2 separate regions of the Xenopus tropicalis genome follow, and region 1 is linked to region 2. The links are chromatin contacts, called in public Hi-C maps. All regions are on one chromosome and are shown on one strand. The core of a region is the stretch at or near the end of the contact, and the rest is flanking DNA. Distances in the headings are between cores, read along the strand shown.

Region 1 (5,815 bases), core at 753-3,252, 66 kb after region 2:
ATTTTGCTTTGGTTTTGAATTATCAACACTGGCTGGTTGCTAGGGCAAGTGACTCCCTAGAAACTAGATAATAGTTTAAATTCCAAACTGCATGAATGTAAAACAAAAGTTAAACCATCCAAAAAAAGAAAAAGCATAAAAAATGAAAACCAACTGCAAATAATCCCAGAAGCTACAGGCTAGCTCATACAGTGAGTTCATTTCAGTGAAAATCTGTGGGTGTCACAATACAGCATTTTCACTGGCTTAGTAGCTCTACATTTGATGGGGAGACGCGCGCCTGATTGCAGGAATTGGTACAATAAAAACTTAGAGTTAGATTTTAAAGATTAGTGTCAGGAAAAATGTGCCGCTTATACCCAAAATAAATACTAAAAGCGGAGATAAATTAAAGTGGCTTCAGCCATTTTGCAGCTTTATGGCTGCAGCTAAAGATTTCAGGAATGCTATTACATGAAGAAGCCATAAGTTCTCCCTCTCAGGACATCCATTGGTCCACAACAACAAATGCATCATAACAATAAGCGGCAGGATAGCGTGATTCATATCACAAAGGGTGAACAGAAGGTTAACTAGTAACAATGTTATCTGGGTATAAAAATATCCACATACATCACAAAAGACTGCTCTAACAGGCAAATTTCCTAATGAAAGTGGGTTTCTTTAACCAGATCAGTAGAAGAAACAGAGTCATTTAATAACTTGTGGCCCCCCAGGATCTAACTACAGCCTATCAGTGACACTACATATCTAGTGTAATTATTAAATTATTACTGCTTAGAATACTTAACTGATGTCACAACTGGTGACAAGGTATTAGGGTGAAGACACACAGAGCTACTTAGAAGCAGCTACTTGTCACGGCTACTAAATGCCAGAAAATACCCTGCCATGGAAAATACTGAGAATTGTCTCTGCTAAAACACATCAAAAAGAAAGCCACTGATTTTGCATATAATTTGAAGAGCCATGAATATTCTGTAAATTATATCCTTATAAACAATTCTTAGTCATGTCATCAGTTGGTGCTTAGTGATGTAATTTCTGTTGGATGGCTTATTGAAACATGTGTATTATAATAAAGTACCCCTGCTGAATATTAAAAATGACCTTGGAGTTCCATGACCTGGATACATATTTTTATATTGGTCATGGAACTCTGAGGTGACTTTTAATATCCTTATATTTTACAAAAGGGGTACTTTATTCACTATATAAATAAAGCTTAGTGAGGATGCTTAGTGATGTCCTTGATGTCTCATGACTCACTGAAATTGTTTTATAAAAAAATGTAATCTTGTTGTAAAATATTTAACTATTAGAAGCCAACTTGGTGTTCTGTGACTTGTAAATGGCCATGAAATTCTAATATTTTACAGTAGGGTGTACAATATTCACTATTAAAACTTTCATAAAGCCTATGTATTGCAGCCTCTAGTTGATGAAATGCATCAGGATTTCTAGCTGACGAACAGTTGAAAGACTGCAGTTGGGGGGCAAAATGTTATCATAAAATATGGTCATATAAAGAAATCTTTAGAGCCATTGGCAAGGCTGGGGGGCACAAAACTACTTTTTGGAAAATAAATCCCTCAGTTATGCTTCATGGTGGTGACAATGAATTACACACACAACTGCGGTGTTAAAATTACATTATTTTATCTTTTTCAATCTTGAAATTGTTTTTGCTCAAGAAATGATGACCACCAAAATGTATCCCCTATACAAAAAAAACTCTTGCGTATAAAAGAGAACTTTTCAAAAGTTTTCTCCAGAACAGTTTTGTATTTTAGTGACTGGGAGGCTATTACTAGACTCAGTGAGAAAGGCTCAAGGAAAGGATCCTGTGCTGGAATCTCTCACTATACGTTTTCTCCAGCAGAATAAAAAAGAGCAAATAAATTCTTGCAATGTGAAAGTGGGAGGCGGCAGAGCATGATTCAATGTGACAAGGGGCACACTGATTTGGCTAAACATTCCTTAAGGCACTTTGTAAGGAGGATCAGCTGCATTATTCCCTTAATAGCCATGGCTAATGCAATAGCCCAGAGGCCTTTGTCCCAAGGAAAGGTATCAGCTGCAGGTCAGAAGGTAACATACTGTTTACACGATTATTTCCTAAAGCACTTATCTAGCATTCGGTGTGAAAGTTGACTTTACTTTTTGTAAGGAGCCCTCAAGAATTGAAGGAATGGGAAAAATTAGCCACACTGAGTTGGACCTGAATGGTTTGAGGTGGGAGGTCTGAGAAAGCCCCTCTGTGGCTCTCAGCGGGATACCTTATTAGTCGCGTCATTGCAGTTCATTCAAGCAAACCACAACAGTGTCACCAACATTCCCACACAAAGACAAAGTTCTTCACACAGTCTATAAACATGCTTTCTCTGGCCAATTCATCCTGCCTTGACACTGCTCAAAAAGTTCACTCTCTCTTTTTAAACACAGTTAAAAAAAAAATTACAAATAAGCAAGAACCATGCATGGATGATTTTCACAGAACAAGAGTAGAAGCAACCTGCAAGGCAGGCAAAATTCACGTTAAAATAAAAATGAAAGGGAGTTTCTTTACAATATGATGTTGTGGTGAGGATTTTTATGAAAAGGAGAAAAGGGACACAAGGTTTGCATTCCCTTTTACAGAATATAAAATAGGACTGTAAAATGTAATTACACTGAAGAGATGTCTAGGATATTTTCTTAGGTAAAGTTTCACTTACTTTACATCCTAAAAAAAACATTTACAAAAGCATTTGTCAAGCATGTGAATAAATCATTCTCAAACATGGCTGCCTCCAGCAACTCCAATTTGCAAGGTTTTGCCAAGCAACAATAATGCATCTTCCAGGACACAGTTTGGGGCTCTGTAATTGGATAGTGGGCCTTGTTTGAAGAAGCAATTTAGTTGGTTGGATTTAAATGGATGTTAAAATCTACTTTCCATTCATTTCTGATAGTTCACACAGGCAAAAAAAATAAAGAAAGTTGCATCTCTTCATAGTTTTTATCTGCTCCAATAAATCCAAAATATACGTATGCATAAGTGTATTAGTCTATATATATCCTGTTATCCAGAATGCTTGGGACCTGGGGTTTTCCAGATAAGGGATCTCTCTGTAATTTGGATCTCCATACCTTAAGTCTGCTAAAAATCATTTAAATATTGAATAAACCCAATAGGATTGTTTTGCCTCCAATAAGGATTAATTGTATCTTAATTGGGATTAAGTACAAGGTACTGTTTTATTATTACAGAGAAATAAATCCTTTTAAAAAATTAGAATTAATTGCTTATAATGGAGTGATATGGCAGATGGCCTTTCCATAATTTGGAACTTTCTGGATAATGGGTTTCCGGATAACGGATCCCATACCTGTGTATATATATAAAAATATATTTCATGTGTTTATATAAACAGATCACAGCTGACCACTGAAGACTAAAATGTCAGTAAGTTAGGGTCTCCCACAAGTGTATGAGACAGGTCAGTGGCTGACAGGAAGTAACCGGGACTTTATTCTCTGTTTTGAACATTGCAGGTCTCTTTTATCAGTGTTATTGACTGAATACTGCAATTTTAAATAGTAAAGTCCATCCCTCTGGCTTGTATGAGGTGCTGTGGTCACACACAAATCAACAACATGTGCACATTAAAAGAAAAGCTCTGTGTCTTTTAATCACATTCTTCTTCCTGTTACAAAGTGAACCCACATTATTTCCTGTCAGGTGATCAGTGAGTGACACACAGAGCATCACAAAATGGTGGCTCAAGAGAAAAGATGTAAAAAGGCCATAGTTATTGATATGTATATACAAATTTGACAAGATAATTTGATAAGATATTTATTAGGATATAAATCCTGCATTATGGGAAATAAATGTGGTGAGCTCTATTATCCCCATAGAAAATGCCTACTGTAGTTCTTTTATGAATAAGCACAGGCAAAGAGATATGTTCTACTCATATATTATGGTAAGGCATTTTAAAATGTCTGTCACAGGCAGATAGGAAATGTCATTTGTATATATATATATATATATATATATATATATATATATATATATATTATTATTATTTATTACTAACAAAGCTCTGCCTGATTATCATCATTTATTACCAACAAAGCTCTGCCTGATATAATCTGAACAGTTTAATTATTAAATAAATAGCAAAGGGAAATGCTTTACGGCTTTCTATTTTGTAAAAAAAAAAAAAATATGGCAACTTGGCATAATTTTCTAAGAATTAAACGAAAAAAAGGTAAGAATTTAAAACAAAGGGTGCTTCAGTTTGGTGACTGGGTAAAAAAAACAAAACAAAAAGGGCATGAACCAAATATTTAAGGGGAGATTCAGATGGCTAAGTCTTTAATCCTGTTTGTTTTTGCTTCCAGGAGCCTTTGAACCAGCAGAGTCCATTTAAATATAAATCTTCTGAAAATTCTAGGGCCCGATTGTTGGGAATCAGGTCACTTAGCATTGTGTCAGATCAGCAAGGTGCAGAGAGGGCTACGAAAGTCAGACACAATGGGGATTTTTGCATTCCAGCAATGTGCAAAGTATCACTGGAACACCCAGCTGGCCACTTGGACAACAAAGAAGACTTTCACTAGCCAAAGTTACTAAAGGTCGCTTGAAGGTTACTGGACCAAGTCGTACCCCGTGATAATCAACTTTGGGCTTTTTAAACTACATTATTTTATACACTATAACAAACATCTGAAGAGATACAAAAGAAGTTTAAAGGGGAACTCCAGCTACCTGAAAAAATGTCATTCTAAACAACTTTCCAATTTACATTGTTTAAAGATTTTCAGTTATTTGTAAATTAATTTGTAATTGGAATTTAAAGCAGCATCTGTCTGTCTCTTTCTATTCTCTGCTTCTGAATATAACTATGCAGCAAAAAAATTCAGTTCTCCTCAAGGGCTGTTTATCAGCTTTTGCTACTCTGTTTTTTATTTATATAAACTGCTTTTAACAGCAATTGCATTTAAAAATAATAAGAGTATTTACTGCTTCTAAAGTTAATGTATATTGGCCATTTGCTTCGAATTACATTTTATTTTATTATACTAAACAGATTGCTGGTGGAATTCCCCCTTTGCACACATCTACAGAAGGACAATAATATATTAGAGGCAGTTTATAGGGATGCTGAATGTGTCTATAGGATAGGCGTGTAGAAATAGTATTGATGGTATACAGGAGGTGAAGTCATGAATGATAAAGGAGATTTCCTTAAGAGTTTATCTCTCATTTAATGTTTCTTAAATAGGGTCTAAAACTTCATCAGCTTGCTGAGTACACAGGGGTATATTTATCATGCTGTGTAAAAAATGGAGTGAAGCATTATTGGTGATGATGCCCAGGGCAACCAATCAGCAATTAGACTTCAACAGTTAGAAAACCAAAGCAAAGCATCTGATTGGCTGCTCTGAGCAACATCAACGGTAATGTTTTACACTTTTTACACAGCATGATAACTATACCCCCAAAAGTTCCTTTTCTACAGAATTTATTCTCATGCGAAAGCTGCCATACTGCTTCCTTCTGCCAAAACATTCAATGACACTGTTCAATGACACTACTAAGATCAGCTGCACAGAGACAGTCCAAGAACAACAACAGGAAAGGTTCATTCTTTCTTATAAGACCATCAATATATGGCTGATAATCATATCAGCACCGAAACGGAGGCTTCTGGGTGATGTAGTTTAACAGCTGGATGGGTAACAACTGTGGCTGTCCAGTTGCTCTTATTGCTAAGAGCCGGATCATTTTTAACAGGCAATGGCTATCAAGGGATGCCAGGAG
Region 2 (6,347 bases), core at 2,794-5,293:
TTACTTACCTTCTCTTAAGCAACACTGACAAACTACCAGTTTAGGGGATGGGGATTTTAGTGTTTAGTGGGGTCCTTTGCACCCTTAAGACCCAACCTTATGGGCCATAGGAGGGTAGATAAAAAACGAAGATAGCATTTGGACCTAAGGGCCCTTTTGATTATTGCCTGATCCTCTTTTCAGTTATTATATATGAATTTAACTCTAACCTTCACCCCCCATACCCTATTGCAGACTAAAACCCTCTCCCAGAGTCCTATTGGAAAGGGTTGCAGTTATTGGACTTCTGACTCTCACAGTGCTCTTGTCTATCATGATTGATACTAAAATGTTACATCAACAAAACCCAACAGTAAAATTGTCTCTTGAACTATTTTAGCCCAAAAGACAAGGGGCCACTAAAAAACAAAAATGATTTTTTTTTTTAATAGAAAAAAAGTAACAACTGGAAGTCCCTCTTCTATTTGTCTCCCAGGAAAAAAGGAGAGAAGCAAGCCTACTATAAGCTTTCATGTTCCCATCAGGCCCGGACTGTGGGTTCTGGCAAATGCCAGAGGGGCTGCTGTAAGATGCCATAGACAGTCACTATTTATTGGGCTGGTGGGCTGTTTGGGCCTCTGTCTACTTGGAATGCCAGGGCCTAATTTCAATCCCAGTCTGGGCCTGGCTCCCACAGTAGACTGTGGTGGGAACTAAAGGCCTAAGTAACATGACTATGACATGACTATTTATACAGTTATAAATCCTAAATCACAAATGTAGCAGGTTTAATGGGGGCAATGTTAAAGACTATTATTATGTACTTGATGGGAAAGAGCAGTGTAAAGAGCAAAGTACAGTTCTCTCTTCCTTGATTTTTTCCACCAAAACCAAAGGACCCTGAAAATGCTCAGCATTTGTAATACATAATGTGTCCAGTGATTCTCAAAAGCACAAATATTTGACGCAATTTATGAAGTTACAGGGCCCCTAAAGCACCTGCTTCCAGCAAACCCATACTAGAAATGTGTCTTTCTAGGAGCACAAGCACATCCTTGCTACTGGGCCTTCAAGCAAAGTCATGCCCCTAAACCTTAACTATAACCTGTATTACATGCCTATATCAGCTGGGACCACTCCTGGGCTCTACGGCTGCTGGAGTGATCTGTCTCTATTGTTTAGGCTCTGGGGATGTGGCATGTGTGGCCTTCCAGCAGCTGGGAACACTAGGAGTCAGATTTACAAGATAGAATATTCCTGACAGTCTGATACACCCTATAAATTAATAAGCATTGCATTAAATTAAGTTAATGGGGGCATAGAGATGCTGGAATGAAAAAAAAAAAATCTGAGATAGTCTGTGTTCTAACGGGCAGTAACCATCGTTACTTCCATAACCGCCAACCCTGTGGAATATAAAGCCACGAACAGCTGGACGGTAACAGTCTATTCCTCTGAAAATGTAATCACCCTGGATAAAACTGTAATTTCTGTCCCAGAAAGCAGTCCAAACCAGTGAAAACCAATAGAAAAAAAAATCTGCATTAAATTTCAGTTATTGAATGCCAGTTTTTTTTATGCCAACTTGAACTGCAAAGCAATTTAGCTTGGTGAAGTAATAATGAAAATAAATTAACTGATGCTTCAATCGAAAAGTTATTTACCACCCTGCTTGGCGCGATAATATAATACAATTCACCCAAATGGGTTTACAAGCTAGTCTGCCATTAAAAAGACATTAGCTGTGGCACACAGCCAAGCACAGTGCGTATTGGGCTTGCATTGTGAGTAACCATTGGTATCGGTACGTTTCCACCCCATCAAACCTTACAAGACTCATTTTCCAAACACATTACCGATTCAATTTGCTACTTCAGTGCAACAGACACTCCGCGCTGTTTATGAAGATCTGGGAAACAGTTTTATAAAACAGGGAAAGTCTGTGAAGAAGATGTACAGATGTCTGGGTGGGATTGGAGTCACAAAAGAGGTGAAAATGTTGCTCTGGAGGAGTAACCCACAGCAACCAATTAGAATTTTGCTTTTATTAGACTTACTGAGGTTGACAAATTAGTCCTAATTGCTGACTGGTTGTTAAGGGCTACAGCTCCAGAATAATTTCTCCCACTCACACTGATAGAAAATGGCCGAAAAAGCTAGCCTTTATGTGCAGCGCCCGGCTCACTAAACTCAAAGTACCAGCTCAGAGCCCACTTTACCTTAAAATAGTTAAAGGTTGTAGTTTTGCAATCCGCATATATTCAATGTATACACTCATTTACTGTACAGCACTGCAGAATATGAGGGTTAATATGTATGTGTTAGGCTCAGAGGGGCTTACTGCAATGCCCTGAAGAATCACAAGTGCTATACGTTCCTGAAGCCCTTACTCATATATTTGTGATTTTTAATTAAAGGAACAGTAACGCCAAGAAATGAAAATGTATCTCCTTTATATAATGTATACAGTTTGGAAGCGAGTGGATACCCCATGTATTAGCAGGGTACTTCGAGGAGTAGCACATCAGTGTAAATAGGTAGTAGAGTCTAGTAAGTCCCAAAAGTCATCACTTATTCACTTTACTAATAATTAAGGTAACCCTCTCCTATATGATATATATATTTTTTCTTATGGGAGGGACAACACTTAATATGCAACTGGGATAATTCTGGCCAAAGCACCCAGCTTTTTTAGAAGAACTATTGTTTTACAGGAAAAGGTCCACTGTCCCTTTAAGATAAGGCCATGAGAAATACAACTGCGCCCAACACTATGCAGCCCAGCATTATGGAATATAAGGTTTGCATCCCTTATCTACTTTATATAGAAGTACTACTACAAGGGTTTGATTGAAACTATTTTAGTGGCAAGTAAAACTGGCCATACAGTGGGGGATGTGCAAAGTACTTTATTAATCAACCATCAGGGATGGCGCCATAGATGTCGATGGACCAACTGGGATCAGATCATATGGTATGCTGAAAACAGCCATCCCCAACAAACAGTGCCACACTTACCCAGAAGGTCAGGCAGTATTGAACCAGAATGAGACATATAGCTAAATTCTCTTGAATCGTTTGCCCTGGCTATATGGAGTCTAATTAGACAAGTCAACTTGCTACAGAATATAAAGTACATACATACACTGTATGTACACTGGAAAATAAAGTCAGCGGTTGGCTTTCACCAGATACATAATGAAGAACAATGTTATGACTAAGGAGGTACTTTCAAGGCTTAGAAGCACCTAGAAGCTTACCTAGCCAATGATCGATGTTATAAATCCCAAGAAAGGTTACTAAAAGATAGAGTACTGCTGAGGCAACTTGGCCATCATACTCACCTATTGGCCATGAAAAATATTCACCGGTACAGATGTTTATTTATTTGATAGATTTAAAGAAGAAAAAAGCTGTAGGGTATAGGCAATGGGCTAATGAAATGCAACAGTCTATCTATACAGCGCGGCTGACACTGGCTTCTTCTCCTGACCTCCGGCCCTGGAACTCACTGTGGCTACTGGGCATGTACTGGTGGTCCAACTAACTGGTATTACTCGACATTTTCATAATAACAATGACATGGTTGTAGTGGTCTCAGCCATATTATTCTGAATGTTTGAATAAATTGCCCATGTTTGCAGTTACATTTTCATGGGAATATGCTGAACACTAGCTGAAAGAGCTAGTTTCTGTGTTTTCTCTGTGGTTAAACAGTTGCCTCATGATAACTCCATAGAAAGTTGTAGGTAACAATAAACAAGTCCATGTAGATAAAAATAAGTGCTCTCTCGATCCCCTCGGGCCTTGTATCAGTTAGTGACTTGGTGTATCAGAATCAGAGAATCAGAGATTGCGATGCCAAACAAATAAAGGCACAGGAAGGTTTTCTTTTTAATTCTCTGATGCCCTCATTCCCAAGGGTAGTTCAAATGGAAAGAGACACTTATCTGTCTTTTCCACATGTTTAAGATTTTACCCTTTTAAGCCCTATTATAGAGTGCTATAAACAAGAAACAAACATGATGTGGCAACAATACTGGGCAATTAAAAGCACAATGCGTTTAATAGAATGAGAAGCATGACAAAGAAGCCTCATAAACCCATAATAGGGCCATTGTCTTCATTGCTTATTGCTTGGCTTCCAAATCAATGAAAACATGGCATTGTTATGTCACACACAATGTGTCCACAGAGCAGGTTTTCCAGTTGAAATGACATTTTGCACAACATTTAATAAGACATGATTGCCATATATAGAGATATGTAGGAATATCCAGTAACAGGTCCTTGTTAAGCAGTGACCATGGTTTATAAAGAGTCAATGTTTAGTTGGGGGAGTCTAACAGAGAACCCAACTGCCTTTTCATTTGTGCTTCTAATTTTCTCGAATTACTGCGCCCTCTCTTCTCTACCATTCTTCATTGCTTTTTTCTCCCCTTTTTCTATTTTTCCCCTTCTTTTACCTTTTCACCTACCTGTCTGTATATTTTCTCTATTTTTTACTCCCATTATTTCCCTTATCTTTTTGCCCTTCTATCTTTTTTTGCCTTTATTTCTCTCTCTTTCCTGCTCTCACATATTTTTTCCAGTTTTCCCATCTGTCGCCGTTTATTTTCACTTTCTCTCCAATGCAGAGCCTTTCGGATATTTCGAGTAAGCCAGCCCTACTTTGCACCTACCTACACTTATGTGAAAATGTGGTCTTAACAGTCATTTAGGCATAGAGCAACCCAAGAGAGCAAATGATCCTTCAGTCTAAGTCCCCATATATTTGCAACTTTATTTACTTTGGACTTGACCTTAAAGTGATTGTTGAACCAACAAAAAGCATAAAAACACTGCTTTAGGCAAGTAGCTGTTTGAAAGTCAGGGTCAGGGACATTTTTGCAAATGGCACATTGCAACTGGATGTGACTAAGCACTTTGTGCTGTGTTATTCTAAACGTACCAAGATATGGAGCTAGCTGGAGCAAACAAGAAACATTTCGAGATTGTCCTTTATAGGGCAAAAATTCTGTAATTTTTTTTCCCAATTAATTGAAGAATTGAGTGGTATTCTCTGGTCTAGCTTCTTGGATGTATCTCTTATTTAAACTGAATCTAGAGGGTAAACACAGACCTGCAAACATACAATGTGTTAAACAGCTGCTGCTTTGCAAATGCTACATCAAAACCATGGTGACCAGACTAACAATAACAGTTGCCATAAAGGGGAGGTTAAATGGGCAATCCAGTAACACAGGGTAAATAAGGCTTGAGTCATAACTTCACACAGCATGCACAGTAAAACTGGTCAATGGGCTAATGGCTTTTAATTTAGGATCTTTTATGGATATGCATTTGCACTACAGTGCAACACAGACTGGGCTAGTGGTTTAGATCTCACCCAAGGATACCTGGACACACTAGGAACTGGCACTGTAAAAAGAAATAAAAACAGGCCATTGCCTTCATATACATGCCACACTTCTTAAATGTATATCTTGTTAAATTATTATATGATTTGCGGGCAAACTACAGGAAGTATAGGGCCTGTAATCTCACCCAAGTTCCAGGACACAGGGCAAAAAAGAATCCAACTGTAGTGATAGGGCTTGGGTATCATCCCACTTGCAGGAATGAGGGTTTTGGATGAAAGAAGGGTGGAAGGAAGGTTAGGAAGATGGTGGTGATTGGGGACAAGGAGAAAACCCATAGCTATCTTGGTCCGATTCAAAGAGACCATGCAAAGCATTGGTTCTCTTCCCGTGGTTTCTATGGGGAGCCAGCGGTACAGATTTTATTATTATTTATTATTTTATTATTATTTAAGTGAAAAGCATTAGATATAACTGTAAACTACATATTTGCTTTTTATATTTTTGCCTTAAGAGCATAAAATCGAACATAAGTATATGCAGATTACATACAAACACCGATTGATATAAAATCCTGCAGCTGCTTCATAAGCAGCCTACACACAATTAATAGTCATGAAAAATACAGGAAAAACACAGAAAAAAGGCAAAGATTTTGTCAGAATCGTAGTAAATCCACAGATTGGTGTGCAGAGAAGCTTAACATATTGGCAAAGGACCATAATGATCATAATGATAACACTGTCGATGGAAGGAAGAGTTATGTTAAAATTAAGCAAAGTGCCAAACAAATCTGCTCAGCATGACCGGTCAATAGCAGTTCATTATCCTTGGCTAGCTGCGTGATATAAATATTTTATTTAACAATACAAGCTTTATAATGCCCATCTGTGCGATTTCCCAGACCATTAGAAGCTGTATTATATCACCAGTGTTAATTTAATGAGGCAATCTTCCATGGCTCTGCGACTCAGCCATTTAAGCTTCAGACGTGTATGGATTGCAGGC

The links. A called contact is a pair of places that touch in the nucleus more often than the background predicts.
Region 1: a contact with region 2 is called in a Hi-C map of neurula embryo, with 1.5 times the contacts expected there. The contact joins two enhancer-like sites. A contact is called at or near these places in 2 of 5 Hi-C or Micro-C datasets (brain and neurula embryo).

The regions. Positions count from the first base shown.
Region 1 is chr7:20,590,144-20,595,958 of UCB_Xtro_10.0, forward strand. The region is part of intron 9 of inpp5a.1 (inositol polyphosphate-5-phosphatase A); the gene reads right to left. Among named protein-coding and RNA genes, the nearest start is that of nkx6-2, 110 kb to the left of the region's middle. Within about 2 kb of position 2,003, at least 1 of the 11 cell types and tissues checked has an H3K27ac peak or open chromatin away from gene starts, as enhancers often do. A contact at or near this core is called in neurula embryo, where this site is marked.
Region 2 is chr7:20,521,893-20,528,239 of UCB_Xtro_10.0, forward strand. All of the region lies in intron 13 of inpp5a.1 (inositol polyphosphate-5-phosphatase A), which reads right to left. Among named protein-coding and RNA genes, the nearest start is that of nkx6-2, 38 kb to the left of the region's middle. Within about 2 kb of position 4,044, at least 1 of the 11 cell types and tissues checked has an H3K27ac peak or open chromatin away from gene starts, as enhancers often do. A contact at or near this core is called in neurula embryo, where this site is marked.